Regions from separate parts of the Hordeum vulgare genome. Here region 2 is linked to region 1. The links are chromatin contacts, called in public Hi-C maps. All regions are on one chromosome and are shown on one strand. The core of a region is the stretch at or near the end of the contact, and the rest is flanking DNA. Distances in the headings are between cores, read along the strand shown. Region 1 holds the start of LOC123427028 (FCS-Like Zinc finger 10-like). Region 2 holds the start of LOC123427038 (ent-copalyl diphosphate synthase 1, chloroplastic-like).

Region 1 (3,715 bases), core at 732-3,231:
ATCAAGCCAACACAGTCGGATATTCAATCGGTGATGGAGATGTTTTACATATTTGTTGTGGCTCCGGGCTTGAAGGTCAACTACAATAAATCCTCGGCAATTGTGATTAGATCTGAGTATTCGGACGAGGAGCTTGTTATATGTGCGCTTCCATGGAAAATTGAAACATTTTCATGCAAATACCTAGGGTTATAGTTGAGCATCTCGCAGTTACAAAGGTCGAAATGGAAACCGATTGTGGATGCGGCTTTGCACATTATACCCGGATGGCAAAGGGGGTTGGTGACTAGGCCCGGCCGACTGGTTCTTGTGAACCAGGTCATGAGGGCTAGGGCTACTCATCACTTGATGATCGCGGAGGCGCCCAAATGGGCCCTGGAAAAGGTGGACAAAGGCTGCTGGGCTTTCTTCTCGGCCGGAACTAAGGAGATACATGGGGGCAAATGCGATGTGTCCTGGGATCGTGTATGCCGGCCTAAGCGACTAGGTGGGCTTGGCGTGATCGACCTATATAAGCATGGGATTGCTCTAAGACTGCGGTTGGAGTGGCTACGACACACAGATTGCTCCAGGCCTTGGCAAGGGCTAAATCTAAAAGCGGATAGGCAAGTTGGTCAGGCGTTCAGAAGTCTGGTTAAATGGAAGTTAGGATTGGGTGCAAAGGTCTTGTTCTCGAAAGACAAATGGATAAACGATACAACAATCAACGATATTGCACCTCTGGTGGTAGCTAGGGTCAAAACCCAAGTAGCCAAGAGGAGATTGACAAGAGACGCGCTACACATGCACGGTTGGACGAATGATATCACAGGAGAGATGTGCACGGAAAGTCTGGCTCAGTTCATCACGCTATGGGAGATTCTCATCGAGGTGGAGATCAATCCGCAATCTGAGGACATGCCGATCTGGGCTTGGAACGCGGAAGGAGGCTACACGGCATCATCGCCATATAAGATACTATGTGAAGGCGACACTAGATTCCAATCTTATGCAGTCGTATGGAAGAGTTGGGCCCCTCTGGCGTGCACGATATTCATGTGGCTCACGGTACAATACCGTTTGTGGACATCGGACACGAGGACTAGGCATGGGTTGTATGATCATACCTCGCATTGCTACTTATGCGATCAAGATGAGGACACGATCTACCATATGTTGCTACAACGCGTTTTCACGAGGCAAATATGGTACCTTTGCTTCACCAGGTTGGAATTTGACGCATAACTATGTCCAACACCACATGCAAGATTGGTGGAGTGGTGGTCAGTGACTAGGATGCGAATCTTTAAGTGCACTTGCAAAAGCTTTGGCACGCTGGTTGTGCTAATCTGATGGAGTTTGTGGAAGCAGAGGAACGGTAGAGTGTTTGACGAGAACGTGGTTCGAAACGAATGAGGTACGATCGACCTCATCTTTGATGATCTCGCGATGTGGAAAATGGCAGAGACATACGTATGTTCGACGAGTAGCGTTGCGTGCTTGGAGTGGAGACTGGGTTAGGATCAACTTGTGACTCCTAACTAGCAAATTCCGTAACCTTTTGTATATATATTATGTTGTCTATAAAGGTATGGTACTCGCGTGTCCTGATTTTTTTTAACTCGCGGATGTCGAGTAGGCCTAAGATGGTAAGTGGGTTATCACGTCCAAGCTAACACTCTAACAAGGATGTCACGTGAGATCGTAGAAAACCAGAAATGCTAAAAAAAATACTACTATAATATGGAAGAAGAGTCTGCACGGAGCGAGCCATGGGTGCTGCCACGTCTGTTCCCGGGCCGGGAACTGGAAGCACAAGAGTGTACTGCATGTAGTAGAGATTTTGCATGTACCACCAGTCCACCGGCCCCGGCCGTCCGTCGTATTGATACGACGTTGCTACACGCCTAGCGGCTGCCTCTGTCTGGCATCCATGAATGAGTGGGAAGAGTATTTCAGAAGCAAGCCCATCACTGCGCCGGCCTGCAGCCTGGCCCTGCTCCCGCTCTGTTTTCGATGCACTGCACGCCAAAGCGACGCCCCTACGACGCAAGCCTGCTGCTCTACTCTACTCTAGTGGTCGAGGATGGAGTGACCAGGGTCCAGTGCAGTGCAGTGCCGTGCCGCGGCCTCGCAGGCTCCGTTTGGGAGGGGCTCGCCTCGTCGGGTTCCAGCATTGCTCTTGCGCGCGCGCCCCCCCCCCCCCCCCCCCCCCCCCCTTTCCTCGGCATCGCGGAGCGAGCCGAGAGCGATCGAGGAGGAAGAAACGAGGAGGGATTTCGGTTAATCATCAGGTGGGGATGGGATGAGATCGATGCGCGCGTGGGTCGCGCTCCTCTCTTGTTGTTTTGGCCGCGAGTCGCCAGAGATTCCTCCTCATCCGGACGAGGCCTATCTGCCCCCCCGTTGCCGTCACTCGTGCTCCGATTGTCCTGTTGCGCCCGCGCGCGTTGTTCTTGACGACTCCCCAGTGCTTCTTGGATCGTAGCCAGTGCTAGATTTTGGCCGTTTCTCGATGCGTGATTGCTTTTTAGTCTCGGCCGCGCCGATCCCTTGCCGTCTGAGCCTTTCTGATCATATCTTTGGTTTCGTTTTCAGAGCGCCGGGGCCGGGAGGGAGGGAAGGGAGGATGATGCTGAGGAGGGTGGTGTTCGACCAGGCCGCGGCGGGGGATGCGCTCGACGGCGCCGCTGGGGGGAGGCCCCGCAGCCCGGCCTTCTTCGCCGTGCCGCGGCTGCTCGTGGGGCTCGCGGCGACCAAGCGCGGGACGCCGGACTGCGACTCTACCGCGCGCGCTTCGCTGCTTGGGTCGCCGCGGTCACCCAGGAGCTGGGACTCTCAGCGCGTCGGTCTGGGCGGCCTTGTCGACAGCCTCGCCGAGCCCGCCGCCGACGCCAAGAATCGCCTGCTCGGGTTCCAGATGCGCCCGACGAAGCTGCAATGCCTCGCGAAATCCTACACCTCCCCGCCCAAAGACTGCGGGCATGCGCAGCCGGAGCTCGGGGAGGCGGAGGCCACCGCCGGCGCCGGGGGCATGTCGGTTCCCTGCACTAGGTTCTACGGGGATGTGAAGTCTGGTCCAGAGGTCATCGTGTCCGGCGGTGCTCAGCTCCACCTGGTCGACCGTGCCAAGTTCCCTGCGTCCGGGTCGCTGCCGGTGTCGATTGGTGGACCACGCAGGTACATCGGGTCCGTGTCGGCGATGGAGGTCGAACAGTCGGAGGACTACACCTGCATCATAGCTCACGGCTCCAATCCGAAGACCACCCGCATTTTCGGGGACTGCATCTTGGAGCCCTGTCCTGTTCTCATGCCCGACTGGGAGAGCAAGGAGATCGATGTGGACAAGGAAGGAGCTGAATTGTACTGGCTGGTCGCCGACGAGGAGTCCACGCCCGGCTCCTGCTCCGCTTGCAACAAGGACCTGGATGGCAACGGATCTTACGTTTATCGGTATGTCGATGCATTCGCCCAGTCATCTTTAGTAGTACTGCCTCCTTAAACTAATATAAGAGCGTTTAGCTTACTATATTAGTTTAGAAAGGAAGTACTATTGATTCGAATAACCGATGATTGTGAACCATCTTCATTCAGTTCTTTAGGGAATTTGCAGGCATGCATACATTACGAGTGGTACATTCATAAGTAGATAATTGCTCTTCAGATGGAATGATGGATAGAATGGAAACATACATGAAGAGTTTGGTGTTCTTTCTTCAAGTACTTCCTCTCTAAA
Region 2 (3,715 bases), core at 690-3,189, 480 kb before region 1:
CTGCTTATTTCATATAGTGCGTATGAATTCACCGGAGGCCCTTTTTGTTGGCAGACACCAGAGGCTCTTGGATGAACTAGTACGAGCACGTGTGGTAATGTGTGAGCATGACCATGCTCCAAATAGTGCGACTTGTACTTTTCAATAGGAAGGAAACATCATTAACTGCCAATTTGGTGGTGCATACGGCAGATAGCAAATCAACACACGAAAACGGGAGCTGGCCTGCACTCCACGGCTAGGCTAAGATTTGTACTGTAATTGGCATGTACAAAGGCGACGCTTGTGCTGGCTATACTATAGCACATAGTACTTCTGTCGTGTCATTCTACCGTATGAGAATATAAGACGTTTTCTTGTAACGTATACGGCGCTTGCGGTGGTAGCATATATACAAGAAAAAAAGACAGCGGGACGGTGCCATTACTGCCATCCATGCAAAACATAAATAAAAAACAGTAAGTATGGCACGCTTGCGGTGCTGTAGTAACTTATACGACGCAAAAAAAGAAGAAAAAAAAAAGCTAAGGCTAAAAGTGAGCGAGCGAGGGATCGATGGAGAAGAGCGGCGGGCATAAAGCAAAGTGAGAGACAGGACACAAGATTACCGGGTCCCAGCCCAAGTCAAGGCAGTGTGATACCTTTAGCACTGGATACGCTGCTGGTCCGGCGAGCGACGACGCGCGTGCCGGCGGGTTCCACCACGGCGGCATCTCCTTTGCCGCGGAAACGGCATGGACCTGATTGTTCAAAGCCAAAGCGATCAGACCCAATTCAATCTTTCTCACCTCACAAGTGACTATCGCTTGTATATATATATATATATATATATATATATATATATATATATATATATATATATATATATATATATATATATATATATATATATATATATATATATATATGTCATCCAAAAAAAAAGGAAAGAAAAGAAAAAGATATGTGGATATACACACGCACACAGAAAGAAAAAAAGAACTTTCGGTCTCGTTTCAAGCTCATTACGGCACTCCCGGCATTGGCATGCAGCACGTGAACAGGGCAAAACGGCAGCCAGATGCAGGCAGCGGACTAGAACTGCAGCAACCATCGCAATCTGCCGGCGAGTGACAGACAAGAACTCGTGCCACAGAACGTGTTCACGAATAAATTGCAAGATCCATCATACCGGAGAAGAAGAGATCGGCGAATCCACAGAGAAGAGTGGCAAAATTACGCGGCGTACGCTGAGCATGCAGTGGATCTGACCAAGCTGGTGAAGGATTACGTATATACGCTGCACCCATAAAAATTAATGGCAGGGACGATGCTAGAGAAGAAAAAAAGCTTGATGGGTCATGTATTTGACACTGAGGAGTGATCAGTACTAAGCTGATGAAGGATTTTTCTAGTTTCCTAGTAATTTTAACGGCCGTATATACATGCAAGAGAAACACCGTATATAGCAGAAGAAACACAGCGTTCCGTTTGCAAAAGCTAAGAAGAAATAAACCAGCGCCGCAAGCGAAAAGCATGACGGGAAGGGGCATGGATCCATCACCTTTGACGAGGGTTCGCAGCAGCCGCGGTTCACCGTAGCGGAAGGGCGCCCCCACCGACGGAGAGAGGTGGAGCTGCATGCTGGCCGGGCTGCAATGCATGCACGTGCCTCAGTCCACCACCTATTTATACCAGTGGATGATCCAGCCACGACGAGGGGAGGAGTTAAGGCCGACGATGATGAGTTGATGGTGATGACGGTCGAGCCAAGGGATAAGGATCGGAGCACGCTGGTTTGGGCAGGTGATTAAGAGGGGGCAGTTAATGAGCACGAGCAGGAAAAACACGAGGTTTATTTGGAGGGATATAGGTGCGGGGTGGGTGCGCATATATATATATATATATATATATATACCACAAGGGATGGCGAGAGAAGGGCCGGGGGAGATGTGAGCGACGAAGGAGGAGACGGGGCTGTGCTTGTGGGAGAAGAGAAGGGAATGATTCGGGTGCGGGGAAAGCTCCTAGTAGTGGACAAAAACCTTAAAACGTTTCCCTTGTGAACGGGTGGTGCGAGAGCGACAATCTCTCCCCACACACCCTGATACCCCTCTATAACCAGTCCAGAGAGTTCCTTTTCTTTCAAGTGTTGATCATCTGTTCCGGAGTGAAAGAAACGGAAAACGTAATCTATATATGTATGGGAATGTGTTACTGTCCAGCGTCTGGTATCTCCCAATCAATCGTCGTCCAAGCCGTCTACAATCATTTCACATGTTAGTAAAGCCGAATCCACATTAACAAGGAATTACTTAGTAGAGGCTAGGCGTGATGTGGATCACTCCATTTTCAATGCCTATCATGCATGCATGAAAACTACTCCCTCAATTCCTAATTAATTGTACTCCCTCGTACTACTAATATGTAGCTCGTACTACTAATTAGTACTCCATTCGTTCCAATTATTTAGTAACGAAGGGAGTACTACTTAATAGTACGAGCTACATATATGAATCCATGTTAACATGTTAGTAAAGCCGAATCCACGTTAACAAGGAATTAGAGTGTTTCTCTCAAGGTACTTTTTGATGTAGGGATTAAAAAAAGTCCCTTTTAGTCCCATGTGAAAGAAACAGGAGGGACTTTTAGGAACTAAAAGAGATATTTGGGACTAAAGGAAGAAGTCCCTATGGGAGGGACTTTTTGGAATTTTTTTGGCACTTTTTTCAACAGTGTCCCTACTTTTAGCATGCCATTTAATAACTTCTAGTATATTACTAGAGGTAACATGGTCTTTGTGCATGTCATTTAATAACCTCTAGTCCATGTTTAGTCCTTAGAAAGAAACGGGTAGGGACTAGAGACTTTTTAGTTGGGACTAAAAAAATCCTAAGACTTTTTTAAAAGACAGGGCCTTAGTAGAGGCTACGCGTGATGTGAATCACTCCATTTTCAGTGCATGCATGGAAACTACTCCCTCCATACCTAATTAATTGTAGTTGAAAATAGTACAATAATGCCTACACTAACTCCCTCGAACTACTAATTAGTACTCCCTTCGTTACAAGGGAGTACTAATTAGTAGTACGAGCTACATATATGGATAAATTGATCACAAACAATACAATGATGCCTACACAAGTATGTGAATGAATATCGGGTGGATCACTCGCTCCCGTATCGCTCGTTGGCTCGTGCCGCCTCGAATGCATAGAGACGGCTCTCCATGTGGCGTTGACCATGGTGGTGGTGGGCCCCAGTGTTGAACGCACTCAGGATCGATAACCCGTGACAGCTTCTTCTTTGGGGCGCCCACAACGGACATAGCCGAGGTGTTACGGGGCAGACCCGTAAGTGTCGATCTTTCACGAATTGGAGGGGGATTCCTCATGTGACGCCCTCGGTTTAGTCGTACGCTAATCATACATGCAAATGCGTACGATCAAACCCAAGGACTCACGGGAAGATATCACAATACAACTCTAGACACAAATAAAACAATATCAGCTTCATATTACAAGCCAGGGGCCTCGAGGGCTAGAATACGAAGTTCGAAAAACACATGAGTCAGCGGAAGCAACAATATCTGAGTACAGACATGAAACATGGGGTGCCTTAGAGAAGCCTAGCACAAAAGATACAACGATCGAACGAGGCGAGGCCTCCTGCCTGGGAACCTCCTAACTACTCCTGATCATCAGCGACCTCCACGTAGTAATAGGTACCGTCGGGG

What was found. A called contact is a pair of places that touch in the nucleus more often than the background predicts.
Region 2: a Hi-C map of leaf shows a contact between it and region 1, with 4 times the contacts expected there. The contact joins the promoter of LOC123427038 here to the promoter of LOC123427028 in region 1. A contact is called at or near these places in 1 of 6 Hi-C or Micro-C datasets (leaf) and 1 of 1 datasets of contacts at active chromatin or transcription factors (embryo).

Annotation. Positions count from the first base shown.
Region 1 is chr1H:130,123,908-130,127,622 of MorexV3_pseudomolecules_assembly, reverse strand. It overlaps LOC123427028 (FCS-Like Zinc finger 10-like), which reads left to right and starts at 1,981. Exons shown (of 3, transcript XM_045110962.1): 1 at 1,981-2,273; 2 at 2,578-3,432. The coding sequence starts at 1,996.
Region 2 is chr1H:130,608,105-130,611,819 of MorexV3_pseudomolecules_assembly, reverse strand. LOC123427038 (ent-copalyl diphosphate synthase 1, chloroplastic-like) reads right to left here and starts at 1,939. Exons shown (of 14, transcript XM_045110982.1): 1 at 1,544-1,939; 2 at 642-740. The coding sequence starts at 1,643.